2 separate regions of the Anas platyrhynchos genome follow, and region 2 is linked to region 1. A link is a contact called in public Hi-C data. All regions are on one chromosome and are shown on one strand. The core of a region is the stretch at or near the end of the contact, and the rest is flanking DNA. Distances in the headings are between cores, read along the strand shown. Region 1 holds the start of TP63 (tumor protein p63). Region 2 has its middle 74 kb from the start of P3H2.

Region 1 (3,364 bases), core at 581-3,080:
ACATTACTTAATGGTGCTCAATTATCTTGTGGCAGGGCCTGCAATGGCAGCAACTAATTGCTTAACTAAAGACTTTCTTCTTTCCACCCTGTGTCAACACGCACACATGCAATTAGGCCATTGGTGCAGGGAGGAGAGGAGATAGCTGCTGTGAAAAGAGGGGTTAAGTAGCAGCCACAGCCATATTTCTGAGCTCAGAGGACAGGTGTCTTGCCTCAGATATTATAAGGATGCAGAGCAGAGATGGAAAAGCCCAGGAGGGGATGAGGATACAGCCTTTTGCTTCATTTCTTGAACAGGGAACTCGAACGAATGCACAATGTGCCTAGTGCCACTCTTACACATCTACATAGCCCCCAGGCTTTGCTATATTTCAGTAGTCCTGGCACAGCTTATCAGTCTGGAGAGCATTCAGACATTAGCAAGGGAAGAGGAGGAAAAAAAAAAAAAAGCTAATGAAAACTTTTCTTTGGTTACTTGAAAGCTTGTTGAAAATCTGCTTTTTGCTTACCTCTTTCTCTGAACATCTTTCACACATCTTTCACATGACAGAAAAGCAAAGGGAGAATAGGAATACTTGGTATTTGTCATTTTGCCAGTTCTTCATCCCCTTTACCATCTCATAAGGAAGGAATCTTTCACTCTGCCTTGACACAGAAGTACTCCCTGTGCACCAAGCCCCCGTCCCTTCTCCCTGCTTTTTCAGCTTCTCATCTGCACAAGGAGAAAACACAAGACCCCAGAGCAGGGCCTTACCCTTGTAAAAAAAAATCAGGTCTTCATTTCTAACCCTTTCTGCTTTTGTTTTGTCTGTTCTTCTGGCCACACAGAGCTTACCACAGAGCAGCCCCAGGCCTTGTCTCCTGAACATCGGGTACCCAGGAACCCAGGGCTGTGCCTGTTCAGCTCTGCTCATCCTTTCCGGAGGAACATTTCTCAGACATGAATTCCCAAGGCCGTTTTGTTGTTCAATTACCAGCTCAGTTCCTTCCCTTTGAAACCCCTCTTCGCTACTCTTAATACCATTTTTTTTTCTCTGGTTCATCACAGTTTCCACAGCACTAGTAAACAAGTAGTAAACATAGGGTTGAGAGCTCAGCTCAGGGACATCCTTAGGGGCCTTCAGCTTCATGGAAAACTGTTCTCATCCTGGTTTTGTAGCCTAGACAGTTTCAAATCATGGCAATAGTTTACTGTTACCCTTCAAATTATTAAACGGCCCTGTAAAATTTTGAGACAGAGGCTTCAAGACACCCAGATTGTACTTTTCAAGTCTCCTTTTTCCTCTTTGCACCATGAAAACACCTCATGGACCAAAGAGCATAGTTTCCTGTCCAGAATATCATGCTAGCTTTTTCCAGGATTTTCTCCCCATCATTTAAGTACTACACTTGATCATTGGGCACACATTTTGGCCACAAGCCTAGGAAGGGGACAAGCGCCACCGGGCCTCAAACCAGTCATTTAGAAGATTCATAACTCAGCAAGAGAACAGTTAACAACCCTTAAAATGGAGAGCAGTTTTATAGCAGACATTTCAGTTCGCTAGCAACGTGCCCTCTCTATTTTCACACACACACGCACAGGGCAATTGTTTCACAGTAGTAACCTCACCTGCAATTAGCCACTGCTTTAAGTCTTTGATCTTTACGGCTCTCCAGAGGACAGCAAGATTCCCACATAAAAGCCTTTTATTATTTTATACTACGTGTGGGAGTGACCCTACGCTCCTGTATTTATTAAAAAGGAAAGTCCTTACCTGATCTCAGAGATTCCCATTGAGCTGAGTGAGGCTGTGGCAAGGATGAAATCTCACTTTTGGGGACTGGCTCTCCCAGGTGCTAAGGATAAGCTATCAGTGACCCTACATGATAGCATTCACCTGCTTCTGAGCAGGCTGCTGCTCTGCCAGCATCCCAAGCACCAAGCCCATCCAAGAGATGGGCTTCTTGGGGCCATGCCTTAACTTGCTGAATCATTTCCTATGGTTATTTTTGTTTAAGCTGTTGTCCAGTTCACAGCTACGGATCAGCACGTGTCTTCTCAGGATGCTTTTCACAGCCCCAGGGCAGAGAGGACACCTCCTCCCATAACACCACGCCAGGCAGGAGGGTGCACGTGTCTCCCAAAGAGCCATTTGCTGAATTTCGCCTGGTTGTTTTTCAGAGAAGGGGTTGAGGCAGAGCAGGTAGCTCACAGGCCCAAGCTATAGGTTTGGTCCCAAAGAAAACAAAACATCAGGGCCTCGAGGCTCTTAATTAACTCTATTAGAGTGATAATCGAGGCCTGCCCAACCCCAGGGGAATGGAAAAAAACCTCTAGTGTGAGGCGTGCAAAAAGGTACTGGACTGAAACATGAATATTTTTACTCACTGTTAGTGGTTAGAAGGCAGTGAGAGTGAGGGAGGGTGAAAAAGGGAGAAGGAAAGATCCTCAGCTTCTGCTTTAACACCGACACGTCGGACACAGCCTAGAAAATCGAGAGATTTCTGTGTAATGCTTTTATTTTTTGGGGAGCTGCTTTCAAAATATCTCTAAAATTTAGACTCTATATACTCTACAGTTCATTAGTGCACGTTAAAGTGTACCTTTAACTGCTTCCTTTTTTTTTTTTTTTTTTTCTTTAATTTTAAATTGGATTTGGCTTAAAAATAAGTTTCCTCGGCTTTTCCTTGCAATGGAGCTGATGGGATGGTATTTTAGGAAAGCCAGCATTGCTCCCATTCCTGTGTGTGAGAGTTGGGCTCCAGCAATGTTTTTTTCATGTCACAGGGCTGTGCTTCCAGAGACTGGTACGAGGGAGCTGAGAGGTGCCCAGCTCCCGCAGCCAGAAGAGCTCAGCCAGTCCTTGATAGAGCAGCTTCTGATGCTTTCCAGAAAATTGCCCTGGGTACAGCCAGCCAGTGAAGATAAATTTGGTATTGGGGAAGTAAAACCATGCTGCCCTACATTACTTCCTCCTCAACCAGTGTGCACAGAAGGTTTGTGTAAGATTCACATGAGTCTAATAAGGCATTTGCCCTCGTGGTAAGTGGGGCACTGTCCTTTGGGCACTTCTCATTTCTCTCAATGCGAAGGGACCTTACAGCAGCCAGGGCAAAGCCACCCCACCCAAGAAGCACTCTGGGACTGATGCAAAAGGACCCTGCATCTGGCAGGCTGTAGGAAGGAGAACCTACTCATATCGCTCAGACTGTGTGGGTTTGGGGTTTCAGAGGTAGTGCTGATGAAGATGCCATAATTAGAGCATCTGAGAAGCTACTTTAAATTCTAAAGTCAGCTTAATTTGTCTGCTGCTATTGGAAGGATGAGAAAAGTTCAAGCCACCTTTCTCCATTCTGAGGTTGTGTATCTTCAGCACACA
Region 2 (3,534 bases), core at 580-3,079, 160 kb before region 1:
GCAGGGACCTGGAGGCCAGGGCACGGTTGAGCAAGAGGAGCAGCTTGGTGAGAGCAGGGAGCCCATGTGAGCTGAGCACCAGATCCTGCAGGAGCACTGCCAGCACATCCTCTCCATCTCCTTGTAAAACACCCCCATAGCAAAGCCCTGTGCTGCGGTGGGCACCTACCCACTGCTGGGGGCTGCGCTCACGTTTGCCCCCAGCCCTCCCAAAATTTTATGCGGTTCCAAAACAGGCAAGGTGAGCTTTCAAAGCACGCGCCAGCAAACTGAGCCGGTGCCAGCAGCCCCAGCGGGGAGCCCCGGGGGGCAGGCAGCACCCCGCGGAGCCGTGCAGGTGCACAGTGGGGTGCTGGGTGCCGCGGGCGGGTGGGCCCTGGCGGGGTGCCGGGCTCCCCACCCAGACTGGCTCAGCTGGCTCCTGCGGTGGCGTGGGAGCCCCGAGCCGGCCGCCGGTGCTGCAGCCAGGTGCTGCAGTGGGAGTTCCTGGCTGCGGCGTGCGCTCGCTGCAAAATAGCTGGTGGTGTTTTCTCAGCTGGAGGAGATGCGTATCGCTGGGGCAGCGAGGACTTTTTTGCATTTTTGCAGCCGAGGTGCTGCGTGCGTGGAGGGAAGGTGGAGCGCGTCTTGCCCTCAGGCCAGGCACGCAGCGTGCTGCTGCAGGCTGGCCGGGGCTGCGGGGTGATGCTGCACCGGGGAGCCACGCGGGGCTGCTTCCCTCCAAAGGCAGCTCCAAGCAGAGGTTTTTGTCAAGCCAGGGCACAGCTTTAGCCTTTTGACACCCAAGATCTGCCTGGCATGAGGGCATTCGGCCCTGCTGCTTTGGCAGGGGACAGGTTCAGAGCTTCGCCTTCTGCCTTTCCCACTGGTGCCAGTGCTGCCTGGCACGGGCACTGCTCTGGGGGATCCCTGGGTGCACAGCAAAGGGCAGGAGAGCAGCACCTTTCCCCAGGTGCAGCTACAACAAATGCTCCCCCAAAACCCCCACAGGTCACTCGTTTATCCAAGCCATGCAAAATGAATATCCAAGAGGCACCGAAACAGCTCCCGCGCGTGGGATGGGTTTTGTGAGTGTGTGTCAAAATTAAAAAAAATAATAATAATAATAAAAAAAAATGCAGTTCTGCAAAACTCGGCCACGCTGCTCGCAGAGGAGCAGCCGGGGGGGCACAGCGGCTCCGAGGTGGGGGCTGCAGCCCCGTCCGTGCTGCTGCGGCCCCGGGGAGCCCGGAGCGCGGCCCCGGCAGAGGGCAGTGGTGCCCGCCCGCTGCGCTCCGCTCCTCTCCGAGGAAGCCCCTGCGACAAAGGAGATGAGGAATGCGGGAGCGAGCTCCCCTCGTCTCTCTCTCTCTTTTTTTTTTTTTTCTATTTGTTTAATTAAAAAAATATATATATATTTTCACTTCTGCTGCTAGATATTCATTTCGAGAGTACTGGCTGTAAAAATACAATATTAAAAGCACCAGCTCTTACCCAGGTCTCCCAATATATATATATATTTTTTTTTTCTCTCTATTTTTTCATTTTCAGCTCCTGCACCGGTTTCTTCTCTGCACGTGGAGCCCCGCAGCCAGCTGCTTGCCTGGCACACGGCTCTGCCATGGGAGCTTCTCTGGCAGAGCAGCCCCGAGCCTCAGGAACCCAGCAAAGCTGATTGCAGGGACAGAGCCATCCTGCTTAATATTAACAAACAAACTTCATCTTCCCTTGACCTTTATGCAGGCAATAATGAGACCACATCTTCCAGGGCATGATTCAGAGTGGGAAGTTAATATGTTCTGAATGGCTCCCCGGGGACTTTCTTGCCACTGATGATGCAGGGAGCCTAATCTCCTACCCTAGGCAGTTGGGAGAGACAATGTAAGCATCTCCCTTGTATGCTGTAATGGTTGGTATCAGCCCAGCTGCCTGTGAGTAATTGCTGAGCATGCCAGAAGGCACCCACCTCATGTTGGAGCACGCATCCCCACCGTCGGGGGAAGTGGCACAGCCAAAAAAGCCGCTGGCTGCAGTGCCTGTGTTGGTGCTGAATGCAAAGAGCCGTGCACTGCAGTGGAAGTGAGAAAAAAAAAAAACAAAAACAAAAAACAGATGAATGCTGCATGAAGACCCTCCCCAAAAACTTAGAGCTTTCAGGCCAAAATCCAGATACCCGTGGGCTGTGTCAGGTGTTGCTGGGGCAGTGGGGTGATGCCCTTTGGCTTCGGTGCTGCAGGCACCCGATGGCCGCACGCTGGCCCCAGGCTGCCCCGTGGTGCTCACTGTGCCCCAGGGGCAGGCAGATGCAGCCCCCCAAGCTGTGTGTCTCCTGCCCCTTCCCCTCACACCCCCCAGCAGCTTTTCCTTTACTCTCCCCCAGTCACAGGCATCTGGCTTGCTTCATGCAGGCAGAGCTGACGGCTCCTGAAACACAACGCACGAGTCTGTGGGAGTGTTTACAAGGAAGTCAAAGCATTTTAACAAAACCAGCTGCCCCTTCCTCCCCCCAGAAAGGAATCGGACCGGCACACGTCTGTGGGGATCCCAATTGCCGAGCTGGGGCAGCACCCGGCTGTGCTCACCCAGCAGCTGGGCATGGCGCAGTGGGCAGCACCCACAGGCAGGCGCAGGGGGCTGTGGAGAGGATCCAGGCCCCACTACAAGAAACCCATGCATGTAAACACACACAGGTACACAAAGCCAAAACCACCCAGGCCCACAGAGCTGATATTAACGGCTTGTGCTCAAGGGATAACATATCTAACCCAGAGAGCATGCGCATACAAAGAAGAGGGACCAGCATATGTGGCCCTGAACGGGACAGCAAAGTTGCAGCAAAGGGTAACTGCCATACACCTGAGTAAAATATTGGCACTTCATTCCTAAGGAAGAAAGCTGGGAGAAGGCTGAACTAGTCCTTGCCGACAAAGTGTACAGATTAGTTTCCTTCACATTCATCTGACCTTCACAGCCAATGTATCCGAGCCTCAACAAAATGGCTCCAAAACTCCGGCCTCCTCCCTCTGCTGTGTGCTTGGGAAGTCAATTCCCAGCTCTTATGGATCACAGAGAGCCAGAACATCCCAGGCCTCAGGCCCCACCAGCTCCAGCCTGGCTGCCAGGCGGGGCTGTAGGGCCCAAACTGGCTAGCTTCAGTGTGCTTAGGAAACTTCATACCTGCATATGAGTTATCTCATTATCCAAAGACAAGATTCCAACAGGAACATGTGGAGGATGAAAGGGAGAGCACTAGCTTGGGATTCCTCTGCACCAAAACCATTGCTCTCATATAAGCAACGCAGAAGTTTCTAATCTAGCAATGGTTCACAGCAGACGGCTATTGCAATCGTCAGCAAACATGTTTCAAGCCTATCTGGTTAATGGAAACTGAAATCTTATTTTACCTGATTCAGTTTGCTCATCTAGAGGCAAGGAGCCCATCAGCTGAAACAGCAAGTTCTGGCAGTCATCGTAGCAGCACTTCTCTCTTTGAGGGGAGCATATTAGTTTTTAATAGCACTTTCAAGCAATCCCTGCCTATCCAAGTGGAACAAG

What was found. Hi-C and Micro-C count contacts between places; a contact is called where the count stands out from the background.
Region 2: a Hi-C map of subcutaneous adipose tissue shows a contact between it and region 1, with 2.5 times the contacts expected there. The contact joins the enhancer-like site here to the promoter of TP63 in region 1. A contact is called at or near these places in 3 of 8 Hi-C or Micro-C datasets (F5 follicle, liver and subcutaneous adipose tissue).

What each region holds. Positions count from the first base shown.
Region 1 is chr9:11,196,702-11,200,065 of IASCAAS_PekinDuck_T2T, reverse strand. TP63 (tumor protein p63) reads right to left here and starts at 1,830. Exons shown (of 15, transcript XM_038183798.2): 1 at 1,760-1,830. It overlaps LOC140003173 (a long non-coding RNA gene), which reads right to left and starts at 1,705. Exons shown (of 3, transcript XR_011811278.1): 1 at 1,615-1,705.
Region 2 is chr9:11,353,681-11,357,214 of IASCAAS_PekinDuck_T2T, reverse strand. No RefSeq gene overlaps it. Among named protein-coding and RNA genes, the nearest start is that of P3H2, 74 kb to the left of the region's middle. Within about 2 kb of position 1,829, at least 2 of the 8 cell types and tissues checked have an H3K27ac peak or open chromatin away from gene starts, as enhancers often do.